Linked DNA regions of Lactuca sativa: region 2 is linked to region 1. A link is a contact called in public Hi-C data. All regions are on one chromosome and are shown on one strand. The core of a region is the stretch at or near the end of the contact, and the rest is flanking DNA. Distances in the headings are between cores, read along the strand shown.

Region 1 (2,994 bases), core at 480-2,979:
CTATATTGTATGAGATAGAGTATAATGATACTTGCTATATTTTAAACATAAAAGATTTTGGGCCCTCAAAATTGTTGGGCCTTGGTTCGAATCTGGCATACCGGCCTTGGATTGATCAATCTTGCTAATTTGGAAGAAGGGGGGGTGTTAAATTGAACTCGTTGTCCGATATGCGAATTTGAAACTGAGACAAATAATGTGGAACGAAATATAATACTACTTTGAAGCAGAAACACCAACATAGTTGAAGTATTTACAAATATATAACTTTTTAAATATAACAATAACATTGTTGTTAAATTTGATATAATAATTTGGATATACTAAATTGATATAATATATTGATTATTTTGAATTATATGATAATATATACATTTATTATAACTTCATAATCTCAATCATTTGAATGACTTCTACCCGCGAATTACACATGAATAAAATTAAATATAATATATGATTTGATGTTATATATAGTTGTTTTTATTATTAATTAATTTTTAAAATTAATTTGCTTAATGTTTTAATTTCTATCATTATAATTATTTAAAACATCAAACATTGTTTTTTTATTTTAAAGCTAACAATATAATCATTTATATATAGTTGTTTTTAACTATTGTTATTGTAAGTTATTTTAAGCTACTTATTTGGAAACTTTCAACGATTATAAAAATATATTTAAGAAATATTTTAAGCTACTTATTTGGAAACTATAATGTTATATTTTAATTAATAGTTTAAGTATTTTATACAAATTATTCAAAAATTATACCTTTAAAATGATAATTGTTTACATCCAACAATTTATTAAAACTAATAAATTAAGTATAATATGTTAAAACTTAAAAAACATAATTTCATAAGTAAAATTAAAAATATTATTTTAATATTCAAATTTAGTTTATATATGAATACACTTTAGATTTGATATTTATTTAACCTAATTACCAAATTATAATTATTATTATTATAAGGAAATCGAAAAGTCATGGGAGTTTCAAATGAATGTGGTGAAAGGAAAAAAAAATGGGGGTTTCAAATGCATGAGATTCAAGAAAAAATGTTAGCTTTATAAATATGTATGATTAGTTTATCTAAATAACTAGTTTATAACATATGGAAAACACGGTTATAAAATTAATTAAAATTTTAAAATAGAAATTTATAATTATTAATCAATTATTTTAAATAACTCATTTTAAATAAATTATTAATTAAGAGATATATTAAAATTTTTAAAATTATTATAACTTCAAATTTAACATATAATTAGAAAACGTAAATTTGAATTTTGAAATGAGTTGTATAATATATATCTATATCACACAAAGCATAATATTTATGAAAGTTTTATTAAAATGAGATTTTACATAAAAAATTAAAATTATTTATTTATTATAATAGAAATTAACATTTTTTTTTATTCTGCTGTGACTTTTATCAAGGTGCAAAGAATGATTGCCACATCATGCTTGGATCATTTACAGATTTACCCACAAGCGGATAGACAGCACCCAGCTTGTCGATTCCCACATGTGACGGTAGTTCCAGAGATGACCACCGAATGTATTCCAAACACCCTCATTCCTCAACCAATTAAAACTTGCCACCTCATCCCTTAATCTTTCACCTAACAATCCCATTAGTTACCACTACCACGTACCCTGCGGCCCGTCTCACCAGATAAGTTCTTTGTGTACACGTGTTGTAGTAACAAAGCCTAGGTGTTTTCATAACGTGACAACAACAGTCATTCCCATTCCCATTCCCATCATCTCTCTTCAACATATCTTTCTCTCTACAAAAACACACATACACTGGTGGTGGGAGGAGCTTAGCTTAATCTGTTCGCAATTATGGCAGGAAGGAAGAGAAGGAAACACCGATTGTAAGTCCTCTTCAACAACTCCAAGTGAAATCCAATTCGGTTTGAGGACTCCTTACTGTTTTTTGTTTGGAGTTTGAATTATTGTTGGGTTTATTGATGAATTTGGATTTTAGGGTTTATAGAAATGAGATCCGTCTTTGATTTTACAATCCAGCTACAGTTTCTGTTCAATTCAAGTGAATTTGGTCCAAATTAATGGTAGCATGTGTGCGTTTTGCTGGTAATTTACATATTGTCGTAATTCAGCTGAGTTTATGGAATTTGTTGCGTTTTCTGTAATTGCTTGATTGGATTGTATACGTATGTGACAAATAGTGGTTTTGGTTCATTCATCGACAATTTATAAAGTTTGGCAGGTGTAGGTTTTTAGGTTTTAGGGTTTCTAGTAAAAACTTATGTTCTCAATGTTCGATCTGAGTTGATTATATTTTATCTTCTTACTAGATTACGTAACTTACGTTTCTGTTTAGTGTATGAATCAGGTATTTTTAATGGCAACAGAGAAATTTTGTGCTTCCGTGCTCCTTCATCATTCAATTCTATCTATAGTCTATAGATCATAAATGTAGATCCTGGTTTCGTGACTTTAGTCTGCATTTCATAGAATTCAACTCTTTTCGCAAAATAATTCTTAAAATTTTCCGTTTGTAGGTTGTCTGAAACATTCAAGGATGATAAAAGAGTATCAACGAAAGAAAACGACGAGCAAGATCATCACGAATCATGGTCGATCCTTCCGTCTGAACTTCTCGAACTCATAATCTCCCGATTAACTCTAAAAGACAACATCCGCACATCTTCCGTCTGCAAAAAATGGCTTTCAGTCGCTTTATCAGTCAGAAAAGTCAACAAACCGCCATGGCTAATGTACTTCCCAAAACTCGGCCACCTCTTCGAGTTCTACGACCCATCAAAACGCAAAACATACTCTCTCGAATTACCACAACTCCATGGATGCAGAATCTGTTACAACAAAGACGGGTGGTTATTACTCTACAAACCAAGAACACAACGCGTCCTATTCTTTAATCCCTTCACAAGGGAAATGATTAAACTACCCAGATTCGAAATGACATACCAAATCGTCGCCTTTTCGAACTCCCCCA
Region 2 (2,807 bases), core at 152-2,651, 150 kb after region 1:
TTATATATTTAATGTATTTAAAATATGTTTTAGTTAATTTAGCTATTTAGGATCTGATTTTCATTATCTTCGTCTCTTTTTTTTTTTGTTTTATATTAAACCTCATTTTTGTTTGTTGCTTTTCGGTCATTTGATTTTCTTTCACGCAATATTTTGATGAATGGCTTATGTATCTTCAGAATTTATTGATTTATCACTCGAAATTATCTTTGCTCATACAAAAATTGCGCAACTAAAGAATATTAGTCTCTTCCTCTTTCTTGATTATATTCTATCGAGCTATCATGGTTCTTGAAGAATTTTGATTTATAATTTACTTTATTATGCTTTTTGGGGTTTAATATGCAAACCATCCATTTTAGGTTTATAGTGACCTGAGCAAATTATGTACTTCATTTACATTTTAGGTTTATAGCGACCTTAGCAAACAGCTAAAGCAATCTTTTTATTTTTTCTATTTTCCTAAAACTTGCAAATTTAAATAAGAAAATCGTCAACCATTGACAAGGATTAATTGTTGGATTGGTTTGCAAACTTATTGATACTCAACAGTTTCGAAAGTTTGTACTTTTTTGTTAATTTGTTGAATAATTAATTATATAAATGATAATTTCAGATATCCGATTTGATATCCGTATCCATATCTGAAAATCCGGATATCCGAATTTTCGGATACGGATTCGGATACCTAATATCAACTATCCGAAATTTCGGATATCCGAAATCCGGATATCCGGTTTTGAACACCCATAAAAAAAAACCAAGAGAGCTTCGAAACCGATTTTGTGCAACCTTTTTAGTAAAATGGAATTGTTTCTTTAGTATGGCCCAATAAGGTGTGTGTGGACTGTGGATTTATGAGGCAGGGTGCATCGCGATCCTGTGTGTGGGGTAGGCATGCACAAACCTGTTAATTTTTCAAACCGATCCGGTTCGGTTCACCCCCTAGCCAAGCAAAACCGGTTCACTCATAAAATTAGTCGAACCTATCTAAACCGGTTCGGTTCGGTTCCATACCGGTTCACACGATATAAACCGGTTTTAGCGACTAAAATCTCGAACGAGTATAAACCGGTGGTTCGGTTCACTGTGAACCGGTTCAATTTACCGGTTCTTTGACCGGTTCGGATATTGAACCGGTTTTTTTGTGCATGCCTAGCGTGGTGTGTATCTTGGGCTTTTTAGGCCCATTGACTAGGCTGTCAGTTTGGAATTGGATTCTTGGAATTTGTACATTGGACTCGTGCAAATGAAACAAAAGTTTGATGTCTCAGGGACAATTTCGTCAACTTAGTTCTGGCAGCACATAGACCGTGCGATCAAATTTCGTCGTAAATGAACGGTCAGATCAAAAGTGGAGAGCGTCCCTTCAAAAATTCAAAAACGCCTCACTCATCCCGCTGCTTTTCATTACATTTTCGTCAAATCAAACTAGTTTGAAGAGAGAAGGGGAGACAGGTCGAGAAAGCGACCAACATTCGATCGAATTCGAAGCAACGGAGCTTCAAAGTTTCCTCTTTAACACACCAGCACACAAAATCCGTGTGTAATTATGTCTTTTCGCCACGAAAAAGGCGTCAATGTCCAGGTGCTGTTGCGTTGCAGGTACTGGAAGTGTTTATCGTACTCAGTAATCTTTCCCTTTTGGTTGAAACTAGGAAGAAAAACTCTCTTTGGATCTGATTGGTTTTTGAGATTTTCAAATCCGTTCTGAAATCATGTTTTTAATTCTTCTTCTATACTTCGTGTATTGAAATACATTGTGTTGTTTGTTTGTAGGCCGTTTAGTAGCGATGAGTTAAAGAACAATGCACCTCAGGTGGTGACCTGTAACGAGTATCAGAGAGAAGTTGCGGTTTCACAGAGTATTGCGGGGAAGCAAATAGATAGGGTTTTTACATTTGACAAGGTACCCTAATTTCTACAATATGCATTTAAGATTGCATTCTTAATAGGGTTTAATTGACTCGGGCACGCTCTTTCTCGTATGTGTAAATTTATTCAGGTTTGGGAGTCTGTTAAATGTTTCAATTTATCACTCTTCTATGTAAATTAAATATGGTTATAATTAATTACTCTCTCCATCTCTCAAAGGATGATTAATCGATGGTTATGGTATTTCTGAACTTGTCCAGGTCTTTGGACCTACAGCCCAGCAAAAAGATTTATACGAACAAGCTGTAATCCCAATTGTAAACGAAGTTCTAGAAGGCTTCAATTGCACCATTTTTGCTTATGGACAGACAGGGACAGGCAAAACATTCACCATGGAAGGAGAATGTAAGAGAGCAAAGGTATGAAATCTATTACACATTACATTGCCCTTAAAGTATGTATGCATCTTTTATGTCAAAACTTAACACTACTTTTCTAATTCATTCTCAGAGTGGGCCAAATGGTGAGCTCCCATTGGAAGCAGGTGTAATACCTAGATCTGTCAAACAAATATTTGACACATTGGAGGGTCAGAATGCAGAGTACAGTGTTAAAGTAACTTTTTTAGAGCTCTATAATGAAGAAATTACCGATTTACTTGCTCCTGAGGAAATCTCAAAACTTGGTGTTGAAGATAAACAGAAAAAACTTTTACCTTTAATGGAAGATGGTAAAGGTGGAGTTCTTGTGAGGGGTTTAGAAGAGGAAATTGTCACAAGTGCTAGTGAGATTTTCACATTACTTGAAAGAGGTTCTGCTAAACGTCGAACTGCAGAGACTTTATTAAATAAACAATCAAGGTTTTTTTCCTTCACTAATTCTCCAAATTTTTGTTTTTTTTTTATATCTCATGATGTTTATAGTAAACCTTA

What was found. A called contact is a pair of places that touch in the nucleus more often than the background predicts.
Region 2: a contact with region 1 is called in a Hi-C map of leaf, with 8 times the contacts expected there. The contact joins the promoter of LOC111882187 here to the promoter of LOC111897083 in region 1. A contact is called at or near these places in 2 of 4 Hi-C or Micro-C datasets (leaf and seed).

What each region holds. Positions count from the first base shown.
Region 1 is chr8:117,839,183-117,842,176 of Lsat_Salinas_v11, forward strand. LOC111897083 (F-box/kelch-repeat protein At1g57790) reads left to right here and starts at 1,730. Exons shown (of 3, transcript XM_023893052.3): 1 at 1,730-1,888; 2 at 2,540-2,994. The coding sequence starts at 1,857.
Region 2 is chr8:117,988,285-117,991,091 of Lsat_Salinas_v11, forward strand. It overlaps LOC111882187 (kinesin-like protein KIN-5C), which reads left to right and starts at 1,402. Exons shown (of 22, transcript XM_023878538.3): 1 at 1,402-1,605; 2 at 1,780-1,909; 3 at 2,136-2,294; 4 at 2,386-2,735. The coding sequence starts at 1,553.